Regions from separate parts of the Oryctolagus cuniculus genome. Here region 1 is linked to region 2. Evidence: chromatin contacts called from public Micro-C data. All regions are on one chromosome and are shown on one strand. Each heading gives the region's core, a stretch centred on a gene start, on an enhancer-like site or on the middle of the called end of the contact. The rest is flanking DNA. Distances are from core to core; before and after follow the strand shown. Region 1 holds the start of EMC7 (ER membrane protein complex subunit 7). Region 2 holds the start of LPCAT4 (lysophosphatidylcholine acyltransferase 4).

What was found. Hi-C and Micro-C count contacts between places; a contact is called where the count stands out from the background.
Region 1: a Micro-C map of ear pinna shows a contact between it and region 2, with 4 times the contacts expected there. The contact joins the promoter of EMC7 here to the promoter of LPCAT4 in region 2. A contact is called at or near these places in 2 of 6 Hi-C or Micro-C datasets (ear pinna and an unstated tissue).

What each region holds. Positions count from the first base shown.
Region 1 is chr12:55,873,031-55,877,388 of mOryCun1.1, reverse strand. It overlaps EMC7 (ER membrane protein complex subunit 7), which reads right to left and starts at 2,942. Exons shown (of 5, transcript XM_008269259.4): 1 at 2,564-2,942. The coding sequence starts at 2,787.
Region 2 is chr12:55,626,255-55,630,564 of mOryCun1.1, reverse strand. LPCAT4 (lysophosphatidylcholine acyltransferase 4) reads right to left here and starts at 1,628. Exons shown (of 14, transcript XM_017348160.3): 1 at 1,424-1,628; 2 at 93-235. The coding sequence starts at 1,537. LOC100355813 (olfactory receptor 4F15-like) reads left to right here and starts at 1,966. Exons shown (of 3, transcript XM_008269585.3): 1 at 1,966-2,062. The coding sequence starts at 1,966.

The sequences.
Region 1 (4,358 bases), core at 1,693-4,192, 250 kb before region 2:
ACAGAGTTTGTGGACTAAAAAGGCTTCCATAGTCTTGGCAGCTCATGACAACAGCCTTGGTCACTGACATCAAAAATAAAAAGTGTCAATTGTTAAATCAACAACTGTACACTTGCTACCCATGTAGGACCTCTGTCCTTAATGAGTTGTACTATGAGAATTAACGGTAAGACCTGTGTTCAAACAGTACTTTATACTTTGTGTGTCTGTGTGGGTGCAAACAGTGGAAATCTCTACATAGTATATAGTTGGTCTTCTGTATATAAAGTGAATTAAGAACGAATCTTAATGAAAAATGGAATGGGAGGGGAGTAGGAGGTGGGATAGGAGTGGGGTGGGAGGGTGGGAATGGGGAGAAGAAACACTATATTCCTAAAAGCTGTACATATGAAATTTGTGTTCATTAAATAAAAACCTTAAAATTTTTTTTTAAAATGAGATTATGGGGAAATATCAAAATGGACTGGGTATATAGCATTATTATTGATTTTGTTGAATCAATAATGGTAACATATTTTTTAGAATTCCTTATTTTTAGAAATATATAATAAGGCTTTTCTAAGTGAAAATATGCTTAAGATTTTTTTTTAGAAATATTCCAGAAAAAAATAATGAAATGAAGACAAGACATGAAATGAAACAGTAGACTTCAATGAGTACCTAAGGACTCACAGTTATTCTGCTTATTTCTGTGCTTCTGAAAATTTCCACAATAAAAATTCAAAAGTATATACATTTTATAACATCACTATGGCAAAAAAAATTGAAAACTACCTACACATCCCAAAACAGAAGGCTGGTTAAATAAATTATGTATACAAGTAAATACACACAATGATGACAGCAAGAAATGGCATGAGAAGTTTTCAGCCGCAACTCCCCTTATCTGCTTTGGCAAAGTCTCAAGCCACCTCCAATAAGCATAGGTCAAAAACTGTTTCCTAGTTATTCAAAACAGCTCCAGTACAATTACCTACACTTCTTCCAACAAAACTCATTCATCTTTCTATATACAAACAGGAAGAACAAGGATACAATAAAATGCTATGGCTGTTACCTCTACTTGTTTAGATATTTTCTTCAATAAACAAATTAATATAGTACTTCTTTTTTTAAACATTTAGTTAAATTATTTGAAAGGCAGAGTGACAGAAGTAGGGAAGGAGGAGGAGAGAGAGAGAAAGAGGGAGAGAGATCTCCCATCTGCTGGCTCATTACCCAAATAGCCGCAACAGTCAGGGCTGGGCCAGGCCAAAGCCAGGAGCCCAGAACTCCATCTGGATCTCTCAAATGGGTGGCAGGGGCCCACGTACTTGGGCCATCTTCCACTACTTTCTCAGGCACATCAGCACATTAACACTTTTCCCAGACACACACATTCTAAGCAGAGCAGCTGAGACTTCAACTGGCACTCTAATGTGGGATGCTGGCCCTAATACATTACCTCTTAAATGAAAATGATAACTGCTTTTTAAAAAAATGTATACTGTGTAAAAGAGAAGCCAAATGGTCAACTAAAGCTAATTTTCTAAAGTTTAATAGAGCTTTGTTATTAAAACACCATTAGTCCGAGTATACCCTAAAGATGTTCTAATGTTAGGTTATCAATGACAGCATTAAAATACTGGATAAAAACTTGCCATTATCAATCTGAGGCTAACACTCTCCTTAAAGGGCAGCTGGATGATCTGAACAAATGTGCAAATCAGATTTAGAATTAAATGTGTGGATTTGTGTTGCCTGGTCTTCAGAAACCACCTGTTGAGGAACAAACCCTTCTTCCTTCACTAAATGTGGTCTTTCAGTTCCCAATTTCATTTTCCAAATAGTGGTGGGAAGATTTAAATCACATTTTTGCCTGGACAGCTGAAAAACAGGCTACTGCAAACCTCGAGCGCTAACAAATTCATCCTCTTTTACTATAAACAGAAATTCCATTTCCACGAATAGCTAGAAAAGTCGAAAGCCCTGGTCTTACATAAATGACAAATGTGATGCTGCAAATCCCTTGATAAACTCAAGTGTTAAAAAGAGCAACAATCCCACCCGCAGGCAAAAAAGGTGCTGCGATTAGGGACTTCAGGGCTCATTAATTTTAGAAGCAGTAACATTAGTCTCCCAGTCTCTCATCACTAGAAGTCCTCCGGGCTTTGAGAATTCCCACCTGTTTAGCATCTTTCTAGGCAACATCAATCCACAACGAGTGTTAAAAAAAAAAAAAAAAAAAAAAAAGCGATCCGGTTCCAAGGAAACCACCTGAGATGCAAAGCAAAGAATCCAGCACGAGACATCTGTCCACCCGTCCCCAGGGCCGAGAGCAGTAATCCCCAAACGGGGCCACCAAGGGAGTGGAAACGCCCGACCCCCCAGCTCTGGGTCTGGGGCGAACGCCTGTCACCCTCATTTATGAGGTCCGGAAAGGGAGGCGTCCAGCTGCCTCCCGAGGTCTCCCGGCACAGAGGGAGAGCAGCACCTGCCCCTCCGCTCTGACAGCGACACTGTCCCCTGGCGACAAGCAGCTCTCCTCCATCCCAGCTCTCTCCGCGGCCCTCGGAATGCTCACTTCAGGAAGCCGACGTGCTCTTCTCCGTCTACAAGCACTCGGGCCGCCGAGATCCAGTCCTGAGGCTTCACCCCCGGAACGACAGCACGCCCCTCAATCTTGAAACGATCCCCGACCCCACTCCCTCCCGGCCCCTCGGCAGAAGCCCCAGGCAACTCAGAGTTCTGGGCAGTCCCTGAGAGAAGCAACAAGGCGGAGAGCAAGCCCCACAGAGCTGCCGCCATGTCAGCAGCACTCAGCAGTCAAGGCCGGCAGCTCCGGAAACCCTGCTGGTCTCCCAGCCGCTACCGCCGCGGCCGCCGCTGGCTCTTGTCGTCATCACTGCGCGCCCGACTCAGGCCCAGGCTGCGGGCTCCAATCAGAGGGAAGAAGTCTTGGCCAATCGAGTTGCGAGGCGGGCGTGGCGGAAGTACTGCCCCGAACTCGCGGAAGTGCGGGCTGGAAGGCGGGGCGAGGCGCTGGGTCAAGTGCAGAGGGAGCGGTGTTGGCGCGGCGGTCTCAGAGGCTGTTAACCTCACGGGAGTAAAGAGTGAGGAGGCTGAAAGGGGCGAGGCCGTGCCCTGGTGTCCGCGGATGGGGCTCCGGCTTGCGCAGAAACAGAAAACTCCGAGAGACTTTCCGAGACAGGAGATTGAAGGCTCCCAGTGTGTGTGTTTATAGGGAGATGCAGTAGTGCTTACATAGGACCCCAGTACTTGACTGAGCCAACGCCTGCTCCCTCCCAGGGTGCGCATCGGCAGGAAGCTGGAATCGGAACCAGGACTTGAACCCAGCCACTGCGTTATGGGATGTGGCATGCCGAGCAGCCGACCTGCTCCTGTATACTTTCTCTCTGCTTACTTGGAATACCAATACAAACTAAATGTTATGTAAGCAGTTGTTACACTATATCGCTTAGGGAATGAGGAGTTTTAAAATCTATACATGTTCAGTATAGACACAGTTTTTAAAAATATTTTCCACCCCCAGTTGATTGAATTTGTGGATGATGAACTTGCAAGGTACAGAGAGCTTACTGTAGTATGCTACTCATTTTGTGAAAAGGGAAATAGAAATGTTTAGTATACTAACATGCAAATAACATTTTATAAACATAGTATTAAACAAATATACTATAGCACATAATAATGTTTATATATATCCCTTTTACTGGTAGCATATGATAAATGCAGTTCTGCACTTTGCTCTTTTTACTATATATAATTTGGAAATTATCCTTTAAGACTGTTTCCAGGCTGGCACTGTGGAGAAGTAGGATAAGCCTCCACCTGCAGTGCCAGCATCCCATATGGGTGCTGATATGAGTCCTGCTGCTCCTCTTCTGACCCAGCTCTCTGCTATGGCCTGGGAAAGCAGTAGAAGATGGCCCAAGTCCTTGTGGGAGACTGGGAAGAAGCTCCTGGCTCCTGGCTTCGGATTGGCCCAGCTACAGCCCTTGCGGCCCTTTGGAGAGTGAACCGATGGGATGGAAGACCTCTCTCTCCCTCTCTCTCTCTGTAACTTTACCTCTCAAATAAATTAAAATCTTAAAAAAAAAAAAAAGAATGCTTTCAATCTTGCTATTAATGCTTTTGCTGAAGTGAGTTTCTCTGTGTGGTCTCCACAGATTTTTACATAGTAATCCCCATTACGCATGGGGGATACATTCCAGAACTCCCAGTAGATTCCTGAAACCACAGATGTACCAAAACTGTGTATACTGTTTTGTACATAACTTAAGAGTTTTATGTATAAATTAGACACAGTAAAAAATGACCAACTACAACCAAAATAGTACAGTTACAACAATGTACTG
Region 2 (4,310 bases), core at 379-2,878:
AGGTGCACTTCACAGCCCTCTCATCTTCTCACAGTGGGGGCAGCACGGACAGCAGGGAAACAAGAAAGGGGTCCATCCCTTCCCCCACTTACTTCCTCCATCCTGTGATTGGCTCCTGAAGCTGCTCCTCAGTGAGACCGGCTACTTGCAGCCAGGCAAAGGGCCAGAGGAGAAAGAGGACGATAAAGGCCAGAAGCACTCGGACGGGGGCCAGCAGTGCCCCCAGGAGGCAGAACTGCAGAGGGAGAGAATGCCACTGCAGAGCTGGGAGATGACGCTCCGCCACGGCCAGGGACCCCCTCCCACAGGGACAGACCCAGGAGCCACCACCCCTTGCAGGTGCCAAGTGGCGTGCCAACAGGAGAGGGGCTGGGACCCAAGGAGGGCAAGAGGGTGGAAGATGAAGAGCGCAGGGCCTCCTGTTCTCACATCTCGCAGCTGGTCCCCACCCCACCTATAAAACCGAAGGCACAAACCGCATCAAGTACTGGGCAGGGCTGCTAGGAACACTTAAAGAGAAAACCCGTGAGAGCGCCTAGCACTGTGCTTGCTATGGAGTCCGCTGGAGGCAGGGCCTCCTCCCCCAACTCCCTTTCCATAAATAGCTCCTATGTCCAACAGAAACCAGGTGCATGGTTCTTCCCACTTTGGGCTTGGGAGGCAGAGGGCTGGAGACATCGAAGGTGCGCTTTTCAGTGGGTCGGTCTCCAGTACTGCCCAGCAGCAATCCCCTGGCACTGGGGGGATGGCAAAGGGCTGGACCCTACCCAGGACTCAAGGGTTGCCAGGAGCCAAGGTAACTCCATAGGCTGCCCTGGGGAAAGAGGAGGTAAACAAACCTAGTCCCTGGAGCCCGCCTCAGGGGAGGCGATGACAGCAGACACCTTGAACGCTCCCTGCCCACACCACCTCCACTTCCTGTGGCCAACCCTGCCCCCAACGGGAGGTGCTGCAGTGCGGGGCCTGGAGGTGGGGGGAACGGGCAAAGGGGGTGATGGAAGGGCGCAGGGGCGCAGGCTCCGGGCCCGGAACCGTCCTCCCTCCAAGTCAGAGCCCCGGAGGAGCCGTGCGCACGCCCCCGCCCCCAACCTCGGCTTCCCGGAGCATCCGACCCCTTCCAAGCCTGTCAGCTCCGCAGGACGCAGACAGCGTTTCCCAGGCTCCTCCATCTCCTCTACTCCTGGGTCCCCTCCAGTCCTCCATCCCCACCTCCTCGATTCTTTCACACCTTCGAGGTGACCCATCGCGTCCCCTCCAAGGCTCCTGCCCACCCACCCCCGGCCGCCCCCACGTGCGCACCTCCCGACGCCTGCTGCGCAAGCCACGCAGCCCGGATCCCCGAGCCCATCTGCCGCAGGGCTCTACATGGGCCCTGTCTCCCTCTGGCCGCGAGGGCTCCCGAAGCCCCCTGCCCACGCCTCACCTTAACCCTCTGGAGGCGGGAGAGATGTAACTCGTGCACGAAGGGGTTGGGGGGCGCCGGGGGCCCCGGGGTGGCATCGACGGGGGCCCAGCCCCCCGGGCTTCCCTGGCTCATGGCGGGAGGAGGTGGGCGGGAGGGCGCCCCGGCCCCGGCCCCGGCCCCGGCCCCGGCCCCGGCCCCGGCCCCGCTCTGCAGCAGCCGCTGCTCCTGCGGCAGCGCCGGCGCTCTGGCCCGGGCCCCGCCTGGCGCCGGCCGCCGAGGGGCGGGGAGCAGGCGGCGCGGCCCGGCCCGCCCGCGTTGTCAGGGCGCCGGCCGGGGGCGGGGCTTCCAGCGCCTCCGAGCCGGGCGCGATGCTCGCAGCGCCTGCGGCCATTGTCCGCCGAGGCCGGGGCGCGACGCCGGCGCCGCGGCCCTGCGGTCGTTCCCCTCTGAACACCTGGCCGCCGCCCGCTAGCAGGCCTCGGGGCTCGGGGCGGGAGTGGGGCCCGAGGTGCGCGCGGCGCCGAGCGCGCCCTGGTCCTCGGCGGAGCGTCGGGAGGGGGATGGAGGTGCGGGTGCGCCCTCCGCCGGGGCTGGCCGCCGTAAGGGACCTTGGGGCCCGGCTCCTGAGCGGGCTCCCGAGCCCCGTCGCCGCTCCTGGTAGGCCGGCCACCTCTGCTTCCAGGTCTGGGCGACGCCGCCATGGCGCGCGGACTTGAGGCGCCGGCGCCCCCTGGCGGCCGTGTGGCGCCGCCTCCGCGTGCTGGCGCTGCGGGCCGCGGTCGGCGCGCTAACGCCCCGCGTGGCGCCAGGTGCGGGGAGAACGCAGTCCTGCCCGTCGCCCCCAGGGCCCAAACCACCCCAGAGAAGGCATTTCAGCGGCCTGGGTTATAAGGCCACAGTGAGATAAGGGACCGGGAAATCTGGGTGGACTTTGAGAGCCAGGAACCCAGTAAAAAAAAAAAAAAAAAAAAGACAAGTGCGACGGAAAAGGAATGCGAGTCGCATTGCCTTCAGCTTGTTAGGTAGAAAGGTAGGCATTAGCCCCGGCGTGTGAGAGGCTGAAGAACGCACACGGCGCGGGGCGGCGTGAGGAGATGGAGCCGGCTTTCGCGCTCCCCGGCACACCGCACACCGCGCTGGAAGCGTCTCCGCCCGTGCCGGGAGGAATTTCACAGGTTGCAGGCCCAGCCATATCCCAGAGGAAGAGGGCGGGAGCAGGAGAACCGTGGGCCCCCAGACCCCTAGGAAATGCAGTCTGAGTGCAGGCGGGGCTTCGGATTCTCTGCCGAGACGCCTTGCTTGGCCTGCCAGCTGTATTATTTCACTAAACTTGAGCAGCTTGCTTACTGCCAATGTCCACCTCCCCTCTGAGATTCTCTCAGGAAGACGAGGACCTCTGTTCCAGCTGTGTTGAGTTCCAGGCTCACCTTGCTTTATTTATTCTGCCCCAGTGATTGGCAGTTAGGGGAGCTGAAGGGCTGTGGCTCCACTGGCTTCTTGAAACCAGGTTCCAGGTGGATCTGCTTCTGGGACTACGCTGAAAGGTATGCAAACTCATGCATCCTTTTGAGACCAAGGAGCAGGATTGGGGTATTTTTGTTTGTAACATGGAGGTCCCCACACGAATCACACATGATTTCCAGATTCTAGCTTTTTTAAAACCAATTTCTTCAAATTTTTTAAAAATTTATTTTCATTTTGTTTGAAAGGCAGAGAGACAGGGACTCAGAGATTTTTTCCATTCATTGGTTTACTCTTAAAATGCCTGCCACATCCAGGGCTGAGCCAGTGTGGAACCCAATCCTGTTTAGCCATGTGGGTGACAGGGACTCAAGTACTTGAGCTGTTGTCAGTTACTTCCTAGTGATATGCGTAGGCAGGTAGGTGGTGAGGGACAAGGAGCCAAGGAATGCCAACACCCAAGCCTTGTGCACCATTCCAATCCCATGACCTTCTATACCAATTCAGTATGACTGAAGGCTTGGCACATCCACCCCCGCATCATTCAGCTAAACCTCACTTCGCATCAAACGGCAGAAACCATGACATCTTTCTGGCGATCCATCAGATGTGCCACAGCCCCACCCCAAACCCTGCTTCCTTTGAATCTTCAATGAGGCCCTGCCCTACGCACCCTTTATTTAGTCTATTAAAAGGATAGCCTCAGTTTGAGTGGGGGCAGTTCTGTGTCATGAGGTTGGCTGCAGTCACATCTGAGTGTGTGCTGCTGCTTTGCCTTTCAGTAAATTCTGCTTTTTTGCTCACCTCCATCCACATCTCTTAGTTGTATTTCTACATATGTAGGAAGACAAGAGCCTAGAGTAAGTCTACCCATGGGCCTCTGTGTGTCCAGCCTGGGCTCCTGATCACCACAATATAATCTGAGGATTCTCACCGTAACACCAGGCTGCATGTTAGCAAGAAGCTGGATGTGAAGTGGAGGAGCTGGGACTTGAACCAGGCACCTTGTGTGAGATGTGAGAGTCTCGAGTTAGTGTGTCAACCAGTGCACCAAACACCTGCTCTTTTTGTGTGTTTGTTACAGAGGTGGAGAATGTCCAATCTGCAAGCCATATGAGGCTCACAGAATAATTTAGTCTTTCTTGGCGTAACTAGCAGGCTCATTTTTAAGCTGGTATTTTTTTTAAAGATTTGTTTATTTGAAAGTCAGAGTTATGCAGAGAAGGAGAGGCAGAGAGAGAGAGAGAGAGAGATGTTTTCCATCTGCTGGTTCACTTCCCAGATGACTGCGACGGCTGGAGCTGCGCCAAACCAAACCCAGGAGCCAGGAGCTTCCTTTGGGCCTTCCCAGGCAGGTGCGGGGGCCCAAGCACTTGGGCCATCTTCTACTGCTTTCCCAGGCTATAACAGAGAGCTGGATCGGAAGTAGAGCAGCCGAGACTCG